Regions from separate parts of the Sus scrofa genome. Here regions 1 and 2 are each linked to region 3. Evidence: chromatin contacts called from public HiChIP or PLAC-seq data. All regions are on one chromosome and are shown on one strand. The core of a region is the stretch at or near the end of the contact, and the rest is flanking DNA. Distances in the headings are between cores, read along the strand shown. Region 1 overlaps CIC (protein capicua homolog). Region 2 holds the start of MEGF8 (multiple epidermal growth factor-like domains protein 8). Region 3 overlaps POU2F2 (POU-domain protein).

Region 1 (2,700 bases), core at 172-2,671, 140 kb after region 3:
CTCCTGTGCCCACCCACCTGCTAGCGGGCACGACCCAGATCTCCCCTACCCCCCCCATGGCCTTTCAGGAGACACTTTGGTGCCAGTTCCATTTAAGCGAGTCCCACATGTAGTCCATCCCAACCAGTAGGACCTCAGAGACCAGGCAGTATACACCAACTATGCCTGGGTGGGTGGGGAAAGGAGGCCTAAAGAGGAGCTGAGGGTCTCCTGACTTCCTAAATCCATATCCAGATTCTGCCCATCAGAATTTCCATTTTGTCTCAAACAATGAACCCCATCTGTCCCACCAGAAGTCCCTCCTCATCCCTCCACCAGGCCCAGGCTGAGCAGCCCTGGGGAAAGTGGGTGGGGAAGACAGGTGTGGATATAGGTCCAGGCAAGGATGAGCAGAGGGAGCTACAGAGTCTGGGGAGCCCAAAAGAGAGAGACAACTCTGTGGCTTAATGTGAGGCAGTGTGGGAGGTTTTCTTTTTGGAGGTGACGTTTGTGCTGAAGCAGGATAAATGAGTGGATTTCAGGGTAGAGAGATAAAGGGAAGGGCCATCCAGGCCAAGGCAGCCACAGGAGCAAAGGCCAGGAGGGGTGAAAGTGCATGACTTCTCAGTGACTAGTTGAGGCTGGAGGCGACAGTAGCCAAGGTTAGGCAGAAGGGTGCCTAGGAGGACAGGTCCAGCCCGTGCTTGAATGTCAGCCCGTGGAGAGCCAAGAAAGGGTTTGGAGCAGAGGTAAAAGGTTGGATCTGGGTGTCAAAGATCCCTGTAAAGGAAGGAGGCCTGGGCTGGGAAGAAGAGGATCATTTGCGGAAGAGAGAAAAGAGGCGTTTTTTGAGGTAGCGGGAGCCAGTCTTCGAGACTTCTTGGAAGAGTACCCAGCACCAGGGACTTGGAGGGGGCAGGCTGCCTCCTGGCGGCGGCAGCGGCGGGTTGCTGAGCTGCTGGCGCGCGCATGCGCAGCGGAGTGGTGGTGTGTGTGGCCTGCAGCCCCTGGCGCCCGGGCATTAATGGCTCCATTAGTGGCCGGGAGGGAGGCGCATTAGCGGTGACGACGGCGTCTGGCTCCCATTACCACCGGCGGCAGCGGCTGCACCGCAGGCGGCTGGACCCTAGCCCGCCGAGCCGCCGTCTCCGCCTGCACCCCGTCCCCTGTTCCCGCTCCCCGTGGGGGCCTGGGCCAGGGAAGCCTTGTCTCCCCATTTGGGTGGAAAAGATGATTGTGAACCCAGGCCGACCTGTGCTCAAATCTCGACCCTGCCACTTCCTGACTGCGAAATTCTGCCCCCCTCTGAGCCTGTTTCCTGCATAGCAGCCGGGGAAATAAGGTGCATCGGGGGCTTTGTGGAACCAGAACCGCACACTGAGGGCCGCGCCCATTCCCGCGCCCCAGGGGGGAGGCCCCGGTGTTGGGCTTCTGTCCTTCCCATTGGCTGTTGTCCCGTCCTCCGACGCCGATTGGCCGAGACTCGCTCCCCCCCAAAAACCCCTGCGCCATTAACCCCTGCGCGGCCGGGTTCTCCGGCCGCGGGGGGCTGCTGCGGGCTGCTGCGGCGGGGGGGCGGCAGACAGGTCGGGTGCCAGCTGGCCCGCGCCCCGCCGCGGCCCGCGTGGGTGTCAGGCTGGCCGGGCACTCACCCGCCCTCCCAGCACAAAGCGGCTTTGTGGGGCCTGCCAGGGTCTGGCTGGGGGCCAGGCGGCGAGTGGAAAATCTCGTGAGCGCGGGGTTGGGGAGGAGAACACAGGGCGGCGCCCCCTCCTCCGCCCAGGCAGTGGCGCCTCCCTCAGCCCGAGCGGACCAGCCCTTCCAGCCCCAGCGCCCAAACACTCCCTCGCCCCCCCCTTTTTACCCCCAAATCCACGTCCCGCCCTCGGTCCTATCCCGCCCATCTCCCAATCCCTGGGGACCCTCCCCATACCTCTCGCCTTCCTCTCTTTCCCTTCTGGTTCCCCTGCCTACCCCAGCCCCACTCACACTGACTCACCCCAGCGCTATTTTTAGGCCCCCATCCCTCCCGTGCAGCTCCAGCCCAATCCTGGGCTCGTTCCCCAGGCAACCCTGGCCGTTGCCGACGCCGCCCGGGGTGGGTGGGTGGGTGGGTGTGTATGTGGAGAGCGGGTGAGGGGAGCTGGGGACACCGGGTGGTGAGCCGAGGCGGGACCCAGGCTTGGAGAGCAGGGTGGGGAGCCACAGGCGGCAGGGCGCGGTGCCTCTCGGGCTCAGTAAACGGGGGCCCGGTGAGTTCAGAGCTGCCTGCCTGTCCCTCAGTCTGTCAGCATCCCTGGCTGTGGGCCCCAGGCCTCTGGGCAGGCCTCAGCCTGTGCCACCCTGGGTGGCAGTTGTTTTCTCCATCTGGGCTCCCTAGCCCCAGGCTGGGCTGGGGTGGTGCTGTGGGGACTGTTGAGGGCCAAACCTTTTGTGGAGTTGCTAATGGGGTAGCTGCACCATAGTTCTGCCTAGTACCTGCTTTGAGTCAAGGATGTCTGTGCACCCCCTCTCAGATGGGGTTAGGGTCCTAATTTGGGGAACCCCCTCAATCTTTTCCTATTAGGGAGGCTCCAGTTAGGTTTGGGTATGGCTGGAGAGATAGAGCAGTCTGGGGACAGACCTGCTCCCCTCTTCTCTGCTCCACTTTTAATCACCCCCACCCAGGGTTCCTCCACTCTGAACAATGGAAGCTAAGTATAGGGCTGGCCTAATGCCCAG
Region 2 (2,772 bases), core at 148-2,647, 180 kb after region 3:
CCCTACCCTCCCCGGCCGCCGCCGGAGTTCGCCCACCGCACCCCGACGCCGCCCCTTGAGTACCTGGCCCCCCTGCCCAGGCGCCCCTGACTAACACCTGTGCTCACACCTTGGGGGGGGGTCATCCAGAGGGAGGGGGGCGGGCCTTCGGGGCCGCATCTGCCCCCCGTGGGTCCTGGACGGCCTCTGACCCTGACCCCCCTCCCAGGCCGGGAAGCAGGTGGAGGAGACAGCGGTGGCGGCGGCGGCCCCGAGGGGCCGCGTGGTGACAATGGCCGAGCCGGGCGCGGCCTCCCCGCCCCCTCCCTCTCGGTTCCCCAAGGCGGTCGACCCGATCTGGGATGGCCCGACGCCGCCCTACCAGCCGCTCGTGCCTCAGACAGCGGCGCCGCACACTGGCTTCACCGAATACTTCAGCATGCACACGGCCGGGGGCAATGCACCCCCGGTCTGAGCACCCCTGCCCTCCCCTGCCCAATGGGCCGCGCGCCGGGCCCAGGCCGGGCTCCAGATCCCCACTCTATCCCGGCCCCAGGGCTCTGCCATCCAGGCCATCCCAAACCTCCCCACCCAACGCGCCCATGTGCGTAATATCCTCCCACCCCTTCCCCGACTCTTGTGCCAAACGGTCCCGCGGGAGCCGCTCTCCCCGTCCCCTCCCTTAGCCCCTGCCCCGAGCGGCACCGGATTCTGGGCTCCCGCTGTTCCGTGACCTCCGGCCCCCGGGCCCCCTACGAGACCTCTGACCCTGCTGGACCCCAGAACGATCCAGGGATCCTGCCTGTGATTCTCCAGGACTCCACGACCCCAAGCCACTGCTCCCAGGACGGATATTGTGAAGCTAGTCTCCATCTCTGTGACCTTGGACCCCTACTCTTTCCACCCTATCTCCATCCCAGAGGCCCTCCCTCAGGTCCCTGGCAGAAAGACTTTTTCCCCTTCTTGCCAAAATAAAGAAGATTCTTTGTTTTTATCTATATGATGGCCTCTTTTACATTTTGATAGTGCTCAGAGACAGGGCTGAGCAAGAACTGTTTCAGGCTCAGGACCTCAGTGTGCCCATCTGAGAAATGGTATTTTAGGATGGGCTTGCATAACATGACCTTTTGTTGCCCTAGAATCTGGGAGCACTGAAGATATGAATCATCAACTAGCAGAGTCCTCTCTCTTACGTTTGGCTTATTTTTACCTTTTCTTCCCGAGTCAGAGGTAGATGCGCCCCCCAGTGGCGGATGCTTCACTCAGCTACCTGCGACAAGAGTTCGGGTTACGATTTCAGCACTGCGCATGTATAAGTCTCACTTTCCGTCGGCCAAGTAGGTCATTGCTGCGCATGCGTCTAGGAACAAATGGGCGGGGAAGTTTCCGGAAGTCTCCCTTTGTGGAGGGGTGGGGTTGGGGGCACCGCAGTCCTCCCAGGGCCGCTCTGACCTGCTTCTCGGCGACTTCTCGCCTCCTCTTCGTTCTCTCTCCCACAGCGGCCTCTCGGGCCCCGCCCCCTCGCCCTCTTAGCGGGTCTTCCCGCGGCCGCTCTGGCCCGAGCGTCCCCTCGTCTCTCTGACCTGACTCATCCGGCTTCGAAGGGAGGCGCGGGTGGGTGAGCAAGGGAGTTTGTCTATGGGGTCCAGGCCTGAGCCCCTGAAGACCGGCTCGGCTCCGGGCACCCGCTCGCGCCCCGTCCCTGGCTGGAGGGGTCTTTTCTGGACCATTTGGGCCAGGCCTGGCCCGGCCTGCACACTTTACGTAGGCCTCTGCCAGGCTGTAGAGCCCATCGCCCCCTGGGGACCCACCGGGCTCTAAGGTCCGTTTCGGCTTGCAGCGGCCCGCGACTGTAACTGCAGGACACCATTTATGGGGTTAGCCAGTCTATGGGGGCCCGTGTCTATAAGGGACTCCCAAGGTCCCTAGGGGTCTGCCAGGTCTATTACGACCTCACTGACAGGGTTTTCCATGGGTCTATAGGGCCCAGCCCTCGGCATTCAGAGCCGGTCAGCAGCGGCGGTTCCCTTCGCGGGGACAGCGACTTCTGGACCTCCCTGGTCTACAAGGCAATGTACCATCTATAGAGGTCGCATTTTCAGGGCCTCAAGCCGGGTGGAGGGCCCTCTCCAGGTCTTCACCACGCATCCCGTCTGTAAGGGTCAGTGCTGGAGGGAGGAGGCGATGGCCCTGGGCCGGGCTCTGGCGGCTGCGCTGGCTCTATCTTTGGCCGCGCTGGGGCCACTGTTCCTTGGGGCCCAGGCAGGGGACTGCAAGGGGCAGCGGCAAGTGCTGCGGGAGGCTCCAGGCTTCGTGACAGATGGTGCGGGCAACTACAGCGTCAATGGCAATTGCGAGTGGCTCATCGAGGGTGAGTGGGGCCGAGTGGGTCACACACTCACTCATGCGCTAATTCGTTCATTTGTGCACTCGTTCATCCACTCCCCACGTTCCCAGAGCCCGGGTCTGGTCCAGCCCCTTTGCTCTGAAATGCAGCCAACCTGGGCCCTGCCCTGGAAGGCCTTGAAGTCTGGTGGGGGAGTTGCACTCAGATCCAGATGCCCAAGTCAGGAGCATCAGTGAGGGGTATTGTGAGTAACTAACTGTTAGAAACTCAGGCTCTGAGCCCAACCACCTGGCTTCATTGGAATTTGGGTTCTGCTTCTTAGTAGCTTTTTGAATTTGGGCAAACAGCTTTTTTTGTCTAAGGTTCGGCTTTCCCTCCCTGCAAGTGGGGCCAGTAATAGTACTCACCTCATAGGGCTGTTGGAATTAAAAAAGAACGGGTATTTA
Region 3 (2,763 bases), core at 169-2,668:
AGGAGCCAGGATGTCTTTGCCACCTCTCAACCCGGCTAATCTCCCTTTCTAACAAACCGTGAACTGGCTTCAGGATTGTACCCTATAGGCGGCAAGCCTCTCCGGGTGCATTTTGATAATCATTGTATTTATTTCCATGGCAAGTGATTCTGGTTTTCCATTCATGAAATTTCCATTTAAAAAATGTTTTATTTCAGCTGTTGAAAAAGCAAGCCAGCTCATGAGCTGATAATTGTTGAGGCTGATTGACAGATACCTGGAGGTTCGTTTTCACTATGGTCTTTCAACTTTTGTATCTGCTTCACATTTTCCACAATACAATGTTTTTAAAAATTGAGCCCGTTTAACAAAATTAGGATGTAAATAATAGATAGTACACGGTGGTGTGTGCGTTTGCCTGAAATCAAGATGGGAGCACATGAATCACTGCAGCTAGGGAAAGACTGATGCAGAGAGATGCAGAGAGATGGGGGGTGAAGTTCCAGGGTGGAGAGCAGGACGCAGCGTGGACGGAGACCCGGAGCCAGAGGCCACCACTACCCTCCCTGCCACGGGCTTGCCCAGGAAGCAGGCCCAGGCTGGCGAAGCGGGGCGAGAACCCTTTCTTCCTTGGGCCCCGATGGTCTCCTAGTGGAGAAGCAGGGCTGCTGCGGGGCAGGGAGAGGCTGCAAAGATTCAGCTAAGGATGGGGGGCAGCGGGTGAAGGGGGGACGGTGATGGACATTGTCCACTCCAGGGGCCACGGCCAGAGCCTGGACTGAGACTAGAGCGAAGTTGGTCAGAGTTGGAGCCCTTCCCCCCAGGTCCCGTCTAACAAGCTTAAGACAGGACCCCTGCCCACCAAGCGGCAATCAGGGCACGCGAGGGTGGAAGGGACCTCAGAGGTCCTCCAATCTGCTTGTCCCCACCCTCATTAGAGAAGAGGAAACTGAGAAGCCCAGAGTGGAGCAGTGCTTTTCCCATGGTCACAGAGCAGTTCCCAGCGCCCCCAGCCTGTCCTCCTGCCACCTCTGGTCAGGGTCAGGAGTCTGGCCTGTGCCCTCAGTGCTGTCTTTGGCCTCTGGACCTGCCAGCTGCCACCAGACTGGAAGGTGGAGATGTGGGCCCCAGACACTCCAGGAAGCCCAGCAGCGCCCAGCAAGAGGGCCCCATGTGGATTTGGGATTTGCTCTCTCTGGCCACTTCCAGCGCCCCCATCATGCTCTCCTGCAGCATCCTCGCCGCCATCCTCACTGGGTCTCCACCCCCTACTCCCGGGCTGGCCCGAGTGTGCGGTGGGGGGTGGGGGTAGGGCAGGCCCCGTTCGGTCAGGGAAGTTGGGATGGGGGCGGGGCCCTCGGCTTCCTGTTGTTCATCGCCCTGGGGCTCTGGGGGGGATTTCCCTGGCCACCCCCACCCCCCAGGGAAGGGGAAGGAGCCGGGTGAGTCACAGGCCTGGGGCGGGAGCCCGAGGGTGAGAAGGGGCGGAGGAGTCCCTTCACCAAGGTATGAGGCCCTGGGCCCACTGCTGGCATTGGGACCTTCTCCCAAACGCCAAACCCGACCCATCACAGGACAGCCCTCCCCTCTGCCCCTGGCTGCTCTGACAGGTGCTTACCTTGGTGCTGGGGCCAGTTGGGGACACGGAGAACGGGGAGGTCTTATTCTGGGGGTTCTGCAAAGAGCAAGGTGGAGTAGGTGATGGGAACAGTGAGCTGAAGCAGCTTCTGATACCCTCCCCCTCCCCCACAGAGCTCCCCTCTACCGCCACCTCCACCTCACCCTCCCCACCCCTCCTGACCTGATGGTTAGTGTCTGGTCCATTTCTTTCGGTGTCTGCAAGGACAGGGAAAGGGTGAGTTGTCACCGGCCATACCCGAAGGCCCCCACAGCACCCCTGCCTGCCACCCCTAGTGATCCTCCTCCCTCCCTGCTCCCTTCCCCACTCACCTGTGTGCTCTGATGGGGAGTCCAGACCTTGCTTCTCGGCCTCCAGGGGCTTAGACATTCTTATTTCTGGGGAAAGAGAAGGGATGCAAATGGGGTGAGGGTTCAGAAGCCAGGAGGGTTCTGGGGCACCTCCACCAGCAGTGCCCCAGCCTCTCCCTGCATACCCCAGACCCCCTGCCACCTTGCAAGTGGCTCTGTCAGGGAGCCACGTCCTTTGCTTTAGGCCTCTGCCCTCCTCTGCTGGGGCAAGAGGGGGGCCTTCAGGCCTTGGGGATCCTGCCCAGGCCTCCTCACCCCTCAAGAAGGTGGCTGGGGGGAGTGTCATCCCCCAGCCCCGTGAGACCCTGGTGCACAGTGGGAGGCCGAGGGTGCCCGTTGGCCCCATAAGGCTTTGGCTGCCCAGGGGGAGGTTGGTGATGTTCCAAGGGAGCGAGTCAGCCCCGGGCCTCCTCTCCCTCCGGCTGCCGCCCAGGCACCCGTCCTGCCCCACCGGGTTTCGGTGAGGCATGTTTTCCACTCTGAGCAGGGCCTAGGTGGTGTGAGGGGACTGCAGATCCCCAAAGGAGCAGGTCCTCAGATCTTGGGGTGTGATTCAGCCACCCTCTGGCCCCCTTCCCAGCCCACCACTTTCCTGTCCACACCCCATTCCCGCTGGCTCCCTTCAGGGACTCGGCACACGGGAGGCCCCACTCTGAGCTCTGTGACTCCGACTCTGCCCCTGACCTTGTTCTCGAACCTAATCCTAGACCTCGCCTGAGACTGGAGCCTTGAATCGCAACTGCACACCCAAGTCCAACCTAGAGCCCCCGCCCCTCCAAATGCAATACCATCCTA

What was found. HiChIP or PLAC-seq counts read pairs in DNA pulled down with a chosen protein or histone mark.
Region 1: an H3K27ac HiChIP or PLAC-seq map of alveolar macrophages shows a contact between it and region 3. The contact joins two enhancer-like sites. A contact is called at or near these places in 1 of 47 Hi-C or Micro-C datasets (epiblast stem cells) and 1 of 2 datasets of contacts at active chromatin or transcription factors (alveolar macrophages).
Region 2: a contact with region 3 is called in an H3K27ac HiChIP or PLAC-seq map of alveolar macrophages. The contact joins the promoter of MEGF8 here to the enhancer-like site in region 3. A contact is called at or near these places in 1 of 5 promoter capture datasets (liver), 3 of 47 Hi-C or Micro-C datasets (blood, embryonic fibroblasts and mesenteric adipose tissue) and 1 of 2 datasets of contacts at active chromatin or transcription factors (alveolar macrophages).

What each region holds. Positions count from the first base shown.
Region 1 is chr6:49,653,797-49,656,496 of Sscrofa11.1, reverse strand. The region is part of intron 3 of CIC (protein capicua homolog); the gene reads left to right. Among named protein-coding and RNA genes, the nearest start is that of CIC, 9.0 kb to the left of the region's middle. Within about 2 kb of position 1,421, at least 72 of the 83 cell types and tissues checked have an H3K27ac peak or open chromatin away from gene starts, as enhancers often do. A contact at or near this core is called in alveolar macrophages, where this site is marked.
Region 2 is chr6:49,617,745-49,620,516 of Sscrofa11.1, reverse strand. It overlaps MEGF8 (multiple epidermal growth factor-like domains protein 8), which reads left to right and starts at 1,397. Exons shown (of 41, transcript XM_005655875.3): 1 at 1,397-2,350. The coding sequence starts at 2,164. It overlaps TMEM145 (transmembrane protein 145), which reads left to right. Exons shown (of 15, transcript XM_021094427.1): 15 at 209-977. The coding sequence ends at 454.
Region 3 is chr6:49,798,681-49,801,443 of Sscrofa11.1, reverse strand. POU2F2 (POU-domain protein) reads right to left here. Exons shown (of 14, transcript NM_214040.1): 2 at 1,930-1,995; 3 at 1,781-1,815; 4 at 1,598-1,654. Among named protein-coding and RNA genes, the nearest start is that of POU2F2, 8.1 kb to the right of the region's middle. Within about 2 kb of position 1,418, at least 5 of the 83 cell types and tissues checked have an H3K27ac peak or open chromatin away from gene starts, as enhancers often do. A contact at or near this core is called in alveolar macrophages, where this site is marked.